Linked DNA regions of Hordeum vulgare: regions 2 and 3 are each linked to region 1. Evidence: chromatin contacts called from public Hi-C data. All regions are on one chromosome and are shown on one strand. The core of a region is the stretch at or near the end of the contact, and the rest is flanking DNA. Distances in the headings are between cores, read along the strand shown. Region 1 holds the start of LOC123399713 (DNA-directed RNA polymerases II, IV and V subunit 3-like). Region 2 has its middle 6.4 kb from the start of TRNAW-CCA. Region 3 overlaps LOC123395545 (sodium/proton antiporter 2).

What was found. A called contact is a pair of places that touch in the nucleus more often than the background predicts.
Region 2: a Hi-C map of leaf shows a contact between it and region 1, with 4 times the contacts expected there. The contact joins the enhancer-like site here to the promoter of LOC123399713 in region 1. A contact is called at or near these places in 3 of 6 Hi-C or Micro-C datasets (leaf and seedling) and 1 of 1 datasets of contacts at active chromatin or transcription factors (embryo).
Region 3: a contact with region 1 is called in a Hi-C map of seedling, with 3 times the contacts expected there. The contact joins the enhancer-like site here to the promoter of LOC123399713 in region 1. A contact is called at or near these places in 2 of 6 Hi-C or Micro-C datasets (leaf and seedling).

The regions. Positions count from the first base shown.
Region 1 is chr5H:347,653,617-347,658,626 of MorexV3_pseudomolecules_assembly, reverse strand. LOC123399713 (DNA-directed RNA polymerases II, IV and V subunit 3-like) reads right to left here and starts at 1,980. Exons shown (of 3, transcript XM_045094105.1): 1 at 1,353-1,980. The coding sequence starts at 1,849.
Region 2 is chr5H:348,505,556-348,510,565 of MorexV3_pseudomolecules_assembly, reverse strand. No RefSeq gene overlaps it. Among protein-coding and RNA genes, the nearest start is that of TRNAW-CCA, 6.4 kb to the left of the region's middle. Within about 2 kb of position 2,080, at least 2 of the 3 cell types and tissues checked have open chromatin away from gene starts, as enhancers often do. A contact at or near this core is called in leaf, where this site is marked.
Region 3 is chr5H:347,083,501-347,088,510 of MorexV3_pseudomolecules_assembly, reverse strand. It overlaps LOC123395545 (sodium/proton antiporter 2), which reads right to left. Exons shown (of 10, transcript XM_045090557.1): 10 at 3,859-4,408. The coding sequence ends at 4,289. Among protein-coding and RNA genes, the nearest start is that of LOC123395545, 12 kb to the right of the region's middle. Within about 2 kb of position 2,995, at least 3 of the 3 cell types and tissues checked have open chromatin away from gene starts, as enhancers often do. A contact at or near this core is called in leaf and seedling, where this site is marked.

The DNA of each region.
Region 1 (5,010 bases), core at 731-3,230:
GATGCACAATAACGACCATGTCGTATGTACATAACCCAGAAAGGTGTCTAGACAAGCATCGAATGTGCAAATCCAACAAGGATAAATAATTTATAAGTTTCACTGGACACGAATTTTTGGAGGTTTTAACAAAAGCACTGAACATTACAATCGAAACAAGAGGTCAACGTATTTTATGCTTCCTGAACTACATACCATGAAAGATAGAGAACCTGATGTTGCAGTATATTTATATCTTCTCAGTGATTTCGACAAAAATACAGAATGTGATTTAACAGAACAACCATGTGTACTAAATGTCTAACTAACAAAGTGATCGAAGAGGCTTACACAACCAATAAAGTTATTGAACTCTCTACATAAATGATCTATTCAAATGTTAGACTACATGACATTATCAATACTTCCACACTACTGGATTAGTATGACAAATTTCCAAATTTCAATGTTAGCAAGAATATACCATCTTCAGAATTCAGAGATTGCAACGTTATTATTTATTACTAGGAAATGCTGGTTTAGTTCAGATATAGTAGAAGGATACAAAATGAGTTGTTCATTGGAATCAACAATACAAGATTGCTTTGGCTAAAGAAATCCATGCCTTCGTATTAATGCTGATCTCACTTGAAGATGCTGTACAACGATGCTAATATAGTTTCACTTGAGTCATTGCAATGTTAAGGTAGTGAAAGCATAAGGTGGTGTGAGTGAGGACAACTAGCATTTTGGCATAGATAGAGTAAAATGCTGGTGCCTTGGCCTCCGACTAAATTAACCTATAAGCAATTGTAGCACACATAGAGCTTTAATCTGAAATTGAGACCTGGTTGAGCATGATTGAATTACATGCACTGCTAGACTCCTAGTAACAGAATGCTGATTTAAAATACAAGAATGAGCGCAGGGACAAGGCCATGAAAATGTAATTGTGACCTTTTGATACAAATTAACCATCGAATTAAAGCATCTACAGATACGGTGACGAGCATGAGGTAGTTCAAGTAGTGCAGTCACAGGATTACATTTTTACACATCTACAGTACCTTCCAAAGAAAGGAAAAACGCATTTAGAGGCAAGACAAATAGTTAGGGACACATAAACCATTTGGTACAAAGCAGAATAAATAGTATGACAAACAAAACAAAAACACAACAAACTAGATAGAAATAGAGCCAGATAGGTAAATTAGGAATTCATCAAACAGATAAGCTACTAGTAGAATGACTAACTAGGGTTAGTTGGGTTCTGTAGATGAGGCAGAGGTCATCATTTCATCAATACTTGGGGATTTAAGAGATAAAGAATAAATATTAACACAATGGTGGCGAAATGGAGAGCGCTGACTTGCCTGTGGTCACCGGCAGCATCGGGCTCGTAGGCGTCGACATTGCCGAGGGCCTGCTGGTATTCCCTTTGCTGGTCGACAGGGCAGACCTTGGGGTCGGTGGAGCGGAGGTCCTTGGTGGAGGTGACCTCGAGCGTCTGGCCGGAGTCGGTGGCGCGGGCAGCGAGGTGGAACTCGACGGAGCAGTGCTCGCAGGAGCCGTCCCCGTCACAGGCGTCGCAGTCGCGGGAGAAGCGCATGGACATGGCGCCGGAGGAGGTGAGCGGGATGAGGCCGAGGCGGTGCGCGAGGAACTCGTCGTTGAGGACGGAGGAGTTGCTCTCGATCTCGACGAGGTCGATGGCGACGGTGGGGACCTCGGCGATCATGACGCGACGGAGGGCGTTGGCCATGCTCGCGTCGGTGTCCTTGAGCTCGAACTTGGCGTACTCGTCCTTGAGCTCGCGGATCCGCACGCGCGGGAAGCGCTGGTACGAGGCGCCCGCCGCAGAGCGCTCCATTCCGCCTGGCCGCCGGAGATGGGGTGGGTCGCCGCCGCAAGGGTTTTGTTGGGTCGGGCGGCGGATTTGGGGGAAACGGAGCAAACTGAGGAGGAGAGTGGAGGACGGGGCTTTTGTCCGCCTTTGCCTTGATTTCGCTTCCACCCCGTTCGGTGGTCAAGTTAAGATTCGTGCCGTCCATTTATTCCCCATGAGACTGGACGGCTGGATCACTCTCGAGGAAAGCGGATGTAGAACACAGTTGTTGGTTTTTCTTAAAAAAAAAACTAACTAACAGTGCCGCGTCTCGTTATTACCGTGCGCCGGCCGCGGAAACGATCGGTTGTGTTCTCTTGGTCATGCAGCATGCAATGATTCATCTCTAAATGATTGGAATTCAAAAAAATTATCTCTTAAATCATTAATTCGATCGATGATCCGTTTTCGTGTTGACTTTGTTTCGACGAAATCTTTAAAACAACTTAATCGATAACTTTTTTTTACTCGTACTTACCACATTTGTTGCAGTTACTTGTCATATTAATAAGTACTTATTTGTCTGATAAAAAATAACTTAATCGTCATATTTTTTAGAAATTACATATAAATATGACATTTCGACATAATCAAACTAGCAAACACAAACAACTTTTTATAGGCGATTACGTGTGAAAATATGACAACTCAACATATTTAAAACCGATGATCACAATAAATCTTTTTTATCGTCGTTTGTAAATATGACAACTCGACATAGTTAAACTAACAAGCACACAAAATAGTTTTCTGACAAAGATGTATGTAAATACGACAAGTTGGCATATTTAAATTGGCAAACACAACCTATTACATGCTTTTTTATATCATGCATAATAAAAAACCTGCTACAGGGCTTTGTACGAAACAACATTAAAAAGTGTCAATCAAGTTATTTTTCTGAGACAAGTAAGTGGTTAATAATATGACAAGTGGGTCAAAAAATATGGCAAGTCTGAACCGGAAAAAATAGTTAAGAGAACATGTCGACGTGGGATCTAGTTTTGAAAAAGTCAATGGTGAAAACGGATCATCGATTGAATTAACGGTTTTGTAGATAAAACTTTTTGAATTTCAAACATCAAAGGCAGTCGGCCCAGACGGGAGTTTAAGCAGCCTAGTCAATCGCTTTTTTTCAGAACGAACAACTAGCACAAATGTTTGCAACTATCGCACGAAGAGAAACTAAGTGTCTTAACTTTATACTAACTCTAGTACAAAATTATAATAAGATTGAAACACTTATTTTGGGACAGAGGAAGTATAAAACTAGTTTCATTGGCATATTGCGGAGATAATGTTGTGTGCGTCGATGACTACCATCTTAGGCTGCGCTTGGATGCGGTGTAATTAGATACAGACATATTACTTTTATGGGTGTATTTTACCGGCGGCTATAAGACTACCAGTCAAACACGAAATAATGGAAAGAGATCTGTATTTTTTATACACAGGTGTTTATGGCAAAACAATCAAACAAGGCCTTATACTTGTAGTAAACCCAGCCATTATGTGGATGTGCTTCCTAAACCACACATCCTTTATGGACGTAATTTCATTCTAGAGTCAAACGTTGAACACAACAAGGAACGCTAACAAGTGGGTACCAAATAAAAATTCACGTACTCCTTCCCTAGTCAATTTTGCGGGTTGCCAAACTACTTGTTTGTGTTGTTGGTGTCGTTCTCCACCTTAGGGCGTCTTCAAAATGGACCTTCAAACCATCCACAACCGTCCGAACTGCATGGACCGAACGTGTTGTGTCGTCCGTCGTGGATCTGTGTCGATCCATCCAATGGTCCAGACATACTTCTTTCTGTAAATGCGAGACAAACTGGCGGTTCGAAGATCCAGACAACATCCAAGTAGGACTTCGACACCCCCATCACACCCAAAAACCCCGTCCAAGATCCCTCTCGGAACCGGGGCCTTCATTCTTTCATTTTTCTCTCCTTCTGTTTTTCTCTCTTGACTTCGTTGTCGCTGCACCAACACGGGCGCTAGGCCACATCCATGCCGAAACTCGACGAGTTTGTCACCTTGATACTTGTGATCTACGTTGGGTTTTTTGCAAAGAGGAGCGGATGATGCAGCATAGTATAGATAAGCATTTCCCTGAGTGAGAACCAAGGTTATCGAACCAATAAGAGTAGCATGCAACCCCATCTTCAGCGACTGCACACAAAGAAGCAAACACTTGCACCCAACGCGCGCGAGATGGTTGTCAATCCCCTTGGACTCATTATTTGTAAGCAAATGAAGTGTGTAGATGATAGTTGATAATTGCGAAATAAATAAAAAGGTAAATAAAGGCGGCGAGGAAATAAAGTTTTTATAAATATATAAGTATATAGATCTGGAGGCCACAGTTTTCTCTAGTGGCATCTCTCATATAGTAGGCATACGGTGGGTAAATGAATTACTGTTGGGCAATTGTTAGAAAAACGCATAGTAATGCAATCTTTATTCACGACGATGATCATGTGTATATAGGCATCACGTCCATAAGAAAATCGACCGACTCTTGCCTGCACCTATTACTATTGTTGCACCCATCGTCCGCTATCGAGCATGCATCTAGAGTATTAAGTAAAGCAGAGTAATGCTTGAAGAACAATGACATGATGTAGACAAAGATAACTCACCTAATATGAATCGGCCCCATCGTTTTATCCTTAGTGGCAACAATGCAAAGACGTGTCTTGTTCCCTTCTGTCACTTGGATATATCAATCTAATGGCAACAATGCAAAGACGTCCATAAGCACCGCCAGATTGAACCCACTACAACGCACCCCTTTCATTGGAGATAGATCAATCTAGTTGGCCAAACTACATCAATAGATCGGAGAAATTTACGAAGCTATAATAGTCATGCAATTAAGAATCGTATAATTCAGAGAAGGCTCAAATCTTTTATCATGAATGATCTAAACATAAACTCAAAATTCATCGAATCCCAACAAACGCACCGCACAAAGTGATTACACCGAATAGATCACCGCGAAGATGCAGTGAACTTTGTATTGAAGATCAAGAGAAAGAGAAAGATAGCCATCTAAGTACTAACTACGGACCCGTAGGTCTGAGGTTAACTACTCACACATCACCATGGGAGTAGCAAGGTTGATGTAGAGGCCCTCAATG
Region 2 (5,010 bases), core at 831-3,330, 850 kb before region 1:
TGTCGTGGCGACAGGGCTCGTAATTAACTTCTCTAAAAGCAACACTACTAGGGAAAACCTTATAGGGACGAGCCTAGTAGTAGCGGTGGAAAAAAGCAAGCGCTACTGCTACTTAGCAGTAGCGTTGGATATCTAAAGCGCTACTACTAGGGTCCATATCAATAGCGCTTTATGTATTTCAAGCGCTGCTGCTAAAGGAGGCCCAACGAGGCCACCGACAGTAGTAGTAGCAGCACCGGACGCTTGTACAAAGCGCTACTGCTAAGTGGAATTGCAGTAGCGCTTGGTCAGATCCAGCGCTACTGACAAGTTAGCAGTAGCTCCGGTGCGGATCCAGCGCTACTGCTAGATTTAGTTAACCTGCTAACTCGATCCCCTCTCCCCCACTCCTTCCCTCTCCGTTCGATCGGCCCTTCGTCCCTCTCGCCCGTGATCCAGCACACTACTTCTTCCCTCTCCGCTGCTGACCCCCTTCAAGCGCTGTCGTGCCACCTCCACACGTCGCCGCCCCCTCCAAGCGTCGTCGGGCCACCTCCACGCGATGTTGTTCGACCACCTCCCCTCCCTCTCCGGTAAGCCCCCCGCCCCCTCCTCCCTATCGCCTCGCTCACCCACCCTAGCACCACACCGCACGCCTCCCCCTGTCATGGACGCCCCTGTTTACCGTGGACGCAACATTTTCACATAAAGTTTGTTCAAAGGTTATTCAATCCATCTAAAGTAATATATGTGGATAGGAGATAGTAGTAGTGTTTATCAGTAATTTTGGTATGAGGATCTACCAATTCATCTAGGGGTTAAGAGACTTAGTGAAGATGGGGTGGTTGCTGACCTAGGGCATGTAAGAATGTTTGGGGGGAATTTTGCAATATGGTTAGGCATGAGAGGTTGTTCATAATATTATGTGTTTTACCCCATCTTTTGTACTTGTTCATTGTTGCTATATTCAAGTGGACCATGTTTTGCCGGAATGTTGATTCATTTCCGTTCTAGCAAATTTCAAGCGCTCCATATGTTCACTTTTTAGTAAATGTCATGCCCAAATTTTGCAATTATTTTTACAAAACTCTATTTTTTTAAAATTTACAAACTAATTTTGCAAATATGGAACATTTTATAAATTTGTGAGAAAAATATAAAAACTATAGCATTTTCAGAATATGTGAACAAATTTGGGAAATAGGGTCATATATGGAAATAACAAAATATTTTAAAATTTACGAAAAAAAACACGTGAACTTTTTCTGAATTTGTGAACAAAGTTGGAAATATTAACATTTTTTAGATATGTGAACAAATTTATAAATTCGAAATATTTTTTAGATACATGAGCAAATTTACTAAAATGGAAAAAATGGCAATTCCAGAACATTTTTGTAGTTTTAAATAAAATTATAAAACAAGAGCATTTTTTCAAATTCCGGAAATTTTTTTCAAACTACGTAACATTTTTTCAAATTCCGGAACATTTTTTCAAATTCCAGAACATTTTTTTAAATTCAGAAACATTTTTTCATATTCCAAACTATTTTTCAAATTCCGAAACATTTTTTCAAATTCTGGAACATTTTTTAAAATCTAGAATATTTTCAAAATAGAAACAAAACAAAGAAACAAAAAAGAAAACAAACAAAAAAAGAAAAACTGGTTCAGGAAATCTTCTAAAAAGTTACCAAAACCGAAAAAAACGGCTGAAAACCTCTAGAAGGTTCCCAAATCCGGGATCGGTAAAAGTGTTAACGGGTCAGCCGAAACATTTTTGAAAAATTCCGAACATTTTCTGAAGTTATGAATGTGTTTTAAAAGAAGCAACTATTTGAAATTTAGAACATTATTTTCAAAAGAAAAATCATTTTTCAAATAAAAAAACAATTTTCAAACATGAACCTATTTTGAAAAGGATAAAATAAGTTTGCAAAAAAGAAACGTTCAGGGAACCTCGTAGAATGTTTTCAAAACTGGTGGCTAAGTGTACTGGGCCAACGCAAATATGGTCTCGGGGATGTGCCTAGCCTTAGACTACGTGCTACAGAATGCGACGAATAGCATTTCGCTGCTTAAACGTTGGGAATATCCTATTGGACGCACTATCTCAAATTGTCGACCTTTTGCATAGACCTAATGATCGCGCGACATAGTGGACCGGCCCATTGACATGTTGCAGCGATTTCGATTTTGGGAACCTTCTCGAGTTTCTTTGTCGGTTTTTCCGGTTTTGGGAACTTTCTAGAAGATTCCCTGGACCGTTTTTTCTTTTTTTGTTTTTGTTTCTTTTTTTGTGTTTATGTTTCAAAAATGTTCGGGATTTTTAAAAAATGTTTCAGAATTTGAAATAATGTCCCGGAATATGATAAAATTGAAAAATATTTCGGAATTTTAGAAAAATGTTCCGAAATTTTTAACAAACTGTTTCAGATTTTTCCCGTTAAAAATGTTTCCATTCCAAAAAATGTTATTGTCTCATTTTCCATTTTTTACTTCACTTTTGTTTATTTTGTTCCTTTCTTATTTTTTGTTTGACATGTTCTAATTTTGGTTTCACGGGTTGGGCGTGTCGTTGCTTCATCAAGCCGCACCGTGCTTATTCAAATTGACATCCACCACGCCGACCTACTTCGACATGTCGACTCGCATGGGGGCTCTAGCGCCACCTTACCGATCTACTCCGCCACCTCGACTAGACCGGGGGCTTCCGCATCTCTTCATGAACCTGCTTCGAGGTCTTCGGTGTCACCAGGCGACCACCTTCGTCATGTTAGCTGGACCGGGGGCTTCGCCTCGCCACATCGACCGTGCTACGTTGCCGCTTCAGCAAGCCGAGCTCTTCGTTCGGGCACCTCGGGAGTGGCTTGGGGAGTAGGACCTTGACCTGCAACAAGCTCGGTCCACGTCACACCGAGCACATTAACCAACTAAGTAGCTTTCATGCTCAACCTTTTTTTAATTTTGTAATTTCTGTGTGGTTCAACCAAGCATTATATTTCCGTTAAAGAAAAAAGTTGTTTGTTAGAACTTAATAAGAGCATTGTTTTTTAAAATCACTTCCTTTACCCATGTTAACCGTAGGCTCTTAAATTTATATGAGCCATTTTATCATAAGTGTTTTCTTCTTGGTCGTTGCAAAGTCTTTTTCTACTCCTCCTTTCCCGACTTGAGTATGTAGTCAATAGCCAGATAGCCTGGGCCCTTTCTAAAGTCGCTCGAGTTTAGTTCGCTAAACTGACCTTGGAGAAACACTTTGCCTTTGGGATATGAAGGTTGAAGCCCAAGGATGACCCAGTTGAAATCTTGAGATCGGATGTGTCATGTCAAAACACGACGGTAGCACAAACCAATTTTCAGATGGGCACTAAGAAACTTGATTTAGTTCAGACGTGAAGTTTTTGTTAAGGTTTTTTGGTTTTTCGGTCTTATGGCACCTTTAACCTACTTTTATGTTTTTTCCTTTCAGGGGGCGAGACATCCTCTTGTTCGAGGTGTTCAGCATGGTAGTTTCCTTTGGGAAATCTTTTCCGACACACAATTCGGCATGTTCTCTATCGAGCTACACCTCGGCATTGTCAAAACACACTCAATGCATGAACTAGTTCCCGAGGAGATACGATTCTAGGGTCATCCATATTACCCAACCCAGGTCTCGGGGGCTAGTGCATTAATTGATTCAATGCAGTAAATTTCAAAGAGCAATACCATTTCTAAGGAGATTACGATCCTTAGGTTGATCGGCCGCACCCAACCTGAGTCTCGGGGGCTACTGCACACCGCATTTTAATTCCTAAAGCATGCTGTCGAGCAAGGAATTGATCCTCAGGACGATTTCACGAATCGACATGAGTCTCAGGAGCTACTGGGATTAGTGGTTTTATTTTTTCCTTTACATGCATCTAGACCGACACGCACCTTGAGGCCTACTGGTTATACAGCTCGTTAGAGAATAAAATACACCAATTGGAAAAATCCACAAAAATTAGCCCACAGCCAAGGTGGTGCAACACCTCACAAGGAGTCCGACATTGGAGCTCGGATGCAGTCCGGCGTTGCATCTTGAAAGCAAGCTGACATAAAGCTCGGATGCAAGTGGATGGCTCCATAGAGGGAAAATCCGGCGTTGGAGTTTGACTGCAAAAAGACACCTCAGATGCAAGTCGAGCGTTGGAGCTCGAAAGCAAGAGGAGATTGCCACAGAGAAAACACATCAAACCCATGGTGTGCAGTGTAATAATAACAAGGCATGATAAAGGCCGAGAACGTAAAGGGGCTCCTCGGATACCCGACGTGAGAACTCTTAGGATTCCCTTCGGTTATCCTCAAGATCAGTGATGGGAAAATTTGTTGAACTAGTTTCCAAGACCAACGATGGAAGACGAAGAACTATTCGAAAGAACCGAGGAGCATCCCCAACTTGAAGACCGGTTCAGGGGGCTACTGAGGGGGTCCGGGACTAAGGGGTCCTTGGGCCGCCGATGACATATACGAGGAATATTCCACAAGGCTTGGTGATCAAGACAAGGACTCCTCTCCACCGACGTAGCCGACTAGGACTATTTTTATCTTAGTTATTTGACACATTGTCAGATTAAGATCATTACTCATAGGGTTTTAGACCACCTCATACGATCTTGAGGTAGATCAACTCTGTACTTGAGACACCATCATCAATACAAACAAAGCAGGACATAGGGTATTACCTCCATCAAGAGGGCCCGAACCTATCTTAATATCGTCTTCATTGTCTCCTATTACCCATCGATCCAAGATCGACAGTTCGGAACCCCCTACCCGAAATCTGTCGGTTTTGATACCAACATAGGCACTTGACAACGAAGTCTGAAAGAACAAAAAGATGGAGTGGGCACATGTAATGTGAGGTAACAAAGATCATACAAGATCTGAAGAAGAAGAAGAAGAGCGACAACAATAGCACAAGAGAAGGAGCAGACGAAGAGAAGGAAGAGAACGAGGATGGACTTCCAACTAGTTCGACAACGATGAATTTTTCTTCTATTCAGC
Region 3 (5,010 bases), core at 1,746-4,245, 570 kb after region 1:
AAAACAAGTGGTGAAGGTAATGGAGATAGCAACGTTGTTGAAGATGATCACCGTGGCGATGGTTCACCCGACGGCACTCTGACCCACTGGAAGAGAAAGGGAGAGAGGCTCCTCTCCGGATTACTCCTCCATGGCCTCCCTCATTGATGGGAGAGTTCTCCCCTTTAGTCCTTGGCCTCCATGACGCCTGGAGGGGCGAGAGCCGCTCCGAGATCAGATCCGGGATTTGGAACATTTATATTGATCTGACCCCATTTGATGACCCGCATTGGAATTCGAAAGCCTAAAAATGTGCGAACTAGTGTAAACATTTGTGTGCATTTTGATGATTCATGTCGTCCCTAAGATGGCTCAGCCATAATGATATGGGAGTCAAAGCACTAAGATCGATCTTAATATTGTGGGCATACATATGGGCGTCAGACGGTAGGCAGCGGTGAGCGGAAGAGCAGAAGTGCATGTGACTACGCAAGGCAATAGTGGAGCTTGGCTTGCTTCATAGGTTGTTCTGGAGCGGATAAAATACATAGGTAAATGAATGGCGTTGCGGCTCAATTTTCTCAATCTACCAGGAGCTAAGGCCAACTCCAGCGCACGACCCCAAGCAGAAGTCCGTTTCGTCCGGATTTTGACCGTTTGGGTATGGCAATTGGGCGGCGTACGACGTGTTTAGTGGATGCATCGGTCGTGCGCCCAACGTGCGGATGCATCTAGTCCACCACAGCCTGGGCGGCGACCCTAGGACTAAACATTGTAAATAGTATTAGAACCAAATCGAAATAACTCTTGTTCCATTTTCAAATAAAAGCACAATCAAATAGTATATTACAACCCAATCGAAATTGTCTTGAATATATGGAAACCAAATGAACTGATACATCTACCGGTTGCTAATATGAGTCCACCTGTGCTCAACCAAGTCATCCTGGAGCTGCATATGAGTATGTCAATCACGCATTTCACGATGAAATTGGGTAAATTGTTCAAAGGTTACCGGTTCTTGGTGTAGAGGCTCAACATTTTCACCTTGAAAATCAAGTTGTTGGTCGTAGATTTTGTCATGATGCTCATCCTTCGCGATCATATTGTGCATGATCACACAAGCAGTCATCACCTCCCAAAGTTTCTCGGTGCTCCATGTCAGTGCAGGGTTTTGGACGATGCCCCGTCATGACTGGAGCACACCAAAATCACGCTCCACAACCCTCCTAGCACTCTCTTGCATTTGGGGAAATCTCTATCTCTTCTCTCCTTGTGGTTTGGGTATTGTCTTCACAAAAGTTGACCACTGAGGTTAGATACCATTAGCTAGGTAGTACCCTTTGTTGTACTAATGGCCATTGATCTCAAAGTTGACATCTAGAGAACGGCCTTCTGCAAGCCTTGCGAACACTAGTGAATGCTGAAGCACGATGATATCATTGTTAGAACCAGCCATGCCGAAGAAAGAATGCATGATCCAAAGATCTTGAGAAGCCACCGCTTCCAGTATGACAGTGGCACCTTTCACATGGCCCTTGTACTGCCACTGCCAAGCAAATGGAGAGTTCTTCCACTTCTAAGGCATGCAGTCTATACTACCAAGCATGCCCGGTCGGCCCCTCTCGGCATTGATCGCCAACAACCTCTCTGTATCAGCGGCATTTGGTTGTCTCAAGTACTCAGGGTCAAATACTGCCACCATAGCCTTGCAGAAATTGTACATTGACAGAAGGTGTGTGTACTTTCTCATACTCACGTATGCGTCCACAAGATCACCTGGAATTCCATACAAGCATGCGGATAGCCGCGGTGCATTTATGGTAAGAGGAGAACCCAAGCTTGCCAACGGCATCCCGTTTGCACTCAAAGTATGGGTAATATGCTACGACCCCCCCCCAATACGGTTGAACACATGCCTCGCCATACTGATTTAACAACGGAATTGATGTGGTTTGTAGAGTGGGCCATTCTCAAAGTAATTGGCGTAGAGCATGGCATGGCCGCTCTCCCTATTGCGGTTCAAGGCCGGAGCATGACCCGGGACTGAACCCCTAAACTGAGGCCGATGTCTGGCAATGTGATCATTGACGACCAATGCAGACACCAGAATGTCTTCGCCATCCGAGGATGAATCATCCGATGAACAAATAAAATTATGAAAAAAGTACTCATCTCCATTGTCCATGATACCTGGCGAGCAAAGTGTCAAACACCTTGCAGTCGTGGTGGTGGGCACGGCTTGCATTCGTGGGCGGTTGCAGTAGGTGTGCCCCTCGCAAGCAGACAACAAGGATGGCGTTGGCATTCGTTGCCCTGCAGCTATGCAACGCCTGTCACAAGGTGATGAGGTCGCTGCCCATCGTCGCCGGTCGTTGCTTCTCTCCCCATTGGAAGAGCCACGAACACCGCTTGCGTGGAGGCGGGCTATGGCATTGGGTGGTCGTGGTGTGGGCGGTCTGGTAAGTTTTAGTGAGGAAGACGTACGGAGAAAACGGGTAGGTCCATCGGCGACGGCATTGACAGGCGGAGGGAGGAAGGGGCGGGGGAAGAGAAAAGAGGTTTGTGTCTCCGACGGGCAGGCCAATGGAGAATAAGGGCACGCGTCGCCACCCGTCCGTGTGTATCCGCTTTGATGCAAATATAACCCAAATTAGGACCGAGGATGCGATGAAAACAAATGAAAAAAGGATAAATGTCCGTTTGCTCACGGGAGTTAGGCCGGGTTTTACGTCCGCTTATCCCTAATGTTGGAGTTGGCCTAATAGCAGCTTGGTAGTAGTATTAGACGAGACGGTTTTTGGCTGCAATCGACTGAGAGGCTGAGACAGTGTGGCAGCATTCCAGCTGGGAAGTAGAACACCTTTCTTGGTGCATAAAATGTGTGCAGATAGAGAGAGAGGGGATCCGTGAGAGGGACAAGTGAGTCACGAGTTTACTGAGAAAAGGGGCACACGTACAACGCACATACTGAGTACCACATATGGCCACGCCCACAGGAATCTTTCTCTCTTTGGCTCTACCCGGAGCACGTAGGACGGGCGCACATGCATGCGTGCCCATATATATGCCCTGGCTCTTACCTTTGTCCTCCTTCCTCCCTTGATAAAAGAACGAAATTGTTGTTACCGTTTGGTGGTTCCACTTCCACGCCTTCCTAATCATCAAACCATAAGATACTACTCACATTATAGAGAAGATCACATCTCGCAAATGCTAAAAAAAGAGAGAGAATCATGTGTCTCAAGGGCAAAGATGCAACCAAGAGCGGCTACCTGGCTAGACAGTGCAAAGCTGCATATGCTCTCCTCCAGCGTCACATGCGAGAGCTGAGCGGTATCTTGTGGTGTCTTCATCCTGCCTCTGCATTCCTGTTCCGCATGTGAGTTGACACTCCTGCCTATGTTGCAGGCACTTGGATTTCCTTCCTTGGATACATACTACGAGTACATAGGAGTACGTACGTACGTTGCTCGTTGCTGATAATATAGCAGCACAGAGGATAGGACTAGGATGGTCGGTCCCAAGTACTAGAGTACATCTCTGCTTGCATTTTGGTCATATGGGCACTTGATAGCCAGATCAGACACAGCGGATCCTAGTTCTGCCTCCTGGCAGTAATATGTGCTCCTATTATGCTCTACACACCCCACACACAGACGCATACAAGATTCATAACATTTGACTTGACTCAAACAGAACACAAGTACAGAACCATATAAGCCACCTCTTCAACAATTGTGAAAGGGATTTACAAATGCTCTTCTCAAGTGGGATAACACACCACGGACACATACAACATATGTAGGACTTCAGGATCGAGTGTTAGGATTTCAGGATCCCCGGACAATTTTTACTTTTACTTTTCAAACAAATACGTACACATCACTTCGCTTCATTCTTCCCAATAAACATCACCACAAAAGCCGATGGTTACAACAGGCAAGACAGCTCAAAACTGGTCATACGAGTTCAGAGTACGTACATGTCTTTGTTCCCTCTTGACAGGGACAACTGCCAGTTTTTTTTTTTTTTTTTTTTGGAGACCAGTTACCAGCTTAATTTACATAACCATTCTGCTCTAGCCTACCACATTTGACCTGCATCGGCACCACACCGAGCCTTTCAGTACCACTACACAAAATGTCAAAGGGGCCATCAGGGCACGACTCGCTTATTTCAACCCGTATATATCATGAGCCAAGTGACCAGGTTCTAAAACTCGTTTCTTTGCTGCCAGTGTGCTCGCGTGTTCTTCTCGACCTTCAGTAACACCTTCTTACAGTACAGGACCACCGTGGCCAACCATTTATGAACCCGTGATAAACGGGATCTCCGCCAGTGAAGTGGGAAGAGATAGAGGGATGTTTTGACCAGCTAGGTAGGTGATGATACCGGCTACATAACCTGCAAGCGCGAAACCGCTCACCTGCAAGCACAAGTACAGTACGTGTCAACAACCAATTCTAGCTCACTGATGCATAGACAATTGCAATGTGGACACACATCCAGGACAATGAAAAAGGGCACACATTGTTCGCTCAAGTATGTTGTAAACAGGCAGGCTGAACTTTGGTTTAAAACATACTCCCTCCGTCCCAAAATAAGTGACTCAAAAGTGACTCAACTTTGTACTAAAATTAGTATAAAGTTGAGTCATTTTTGAGTCACTTATTTTGAAACGGAGGGAGTAGATCTCTAAGGAACTAAAACAAGCACAGTTTTACTCACTTTAACTAACAACAATACATTTCAAGAACCGGAAACGTTTTTTTTCTTCTTAAAATGCAATACCAAAGCAAAGCATCTAAGCTAAGCTGCAGTCAGAAATTGGAGTTCTGATCTCAACTCTACCAAAAACTACTCAAAGAAACAATATCAGAAATATGGGCTGTATTCAGAAGTTTGGCAGCGAATATCAGAAAATGCACTTAATATACCTGCTAACATGATATAATGAGGTTTCTTTTTTTGTAACAGATTGTGCTGTTAATTTTTATTATGCTGTTTCACATCTCCTTTTTAAGAGCT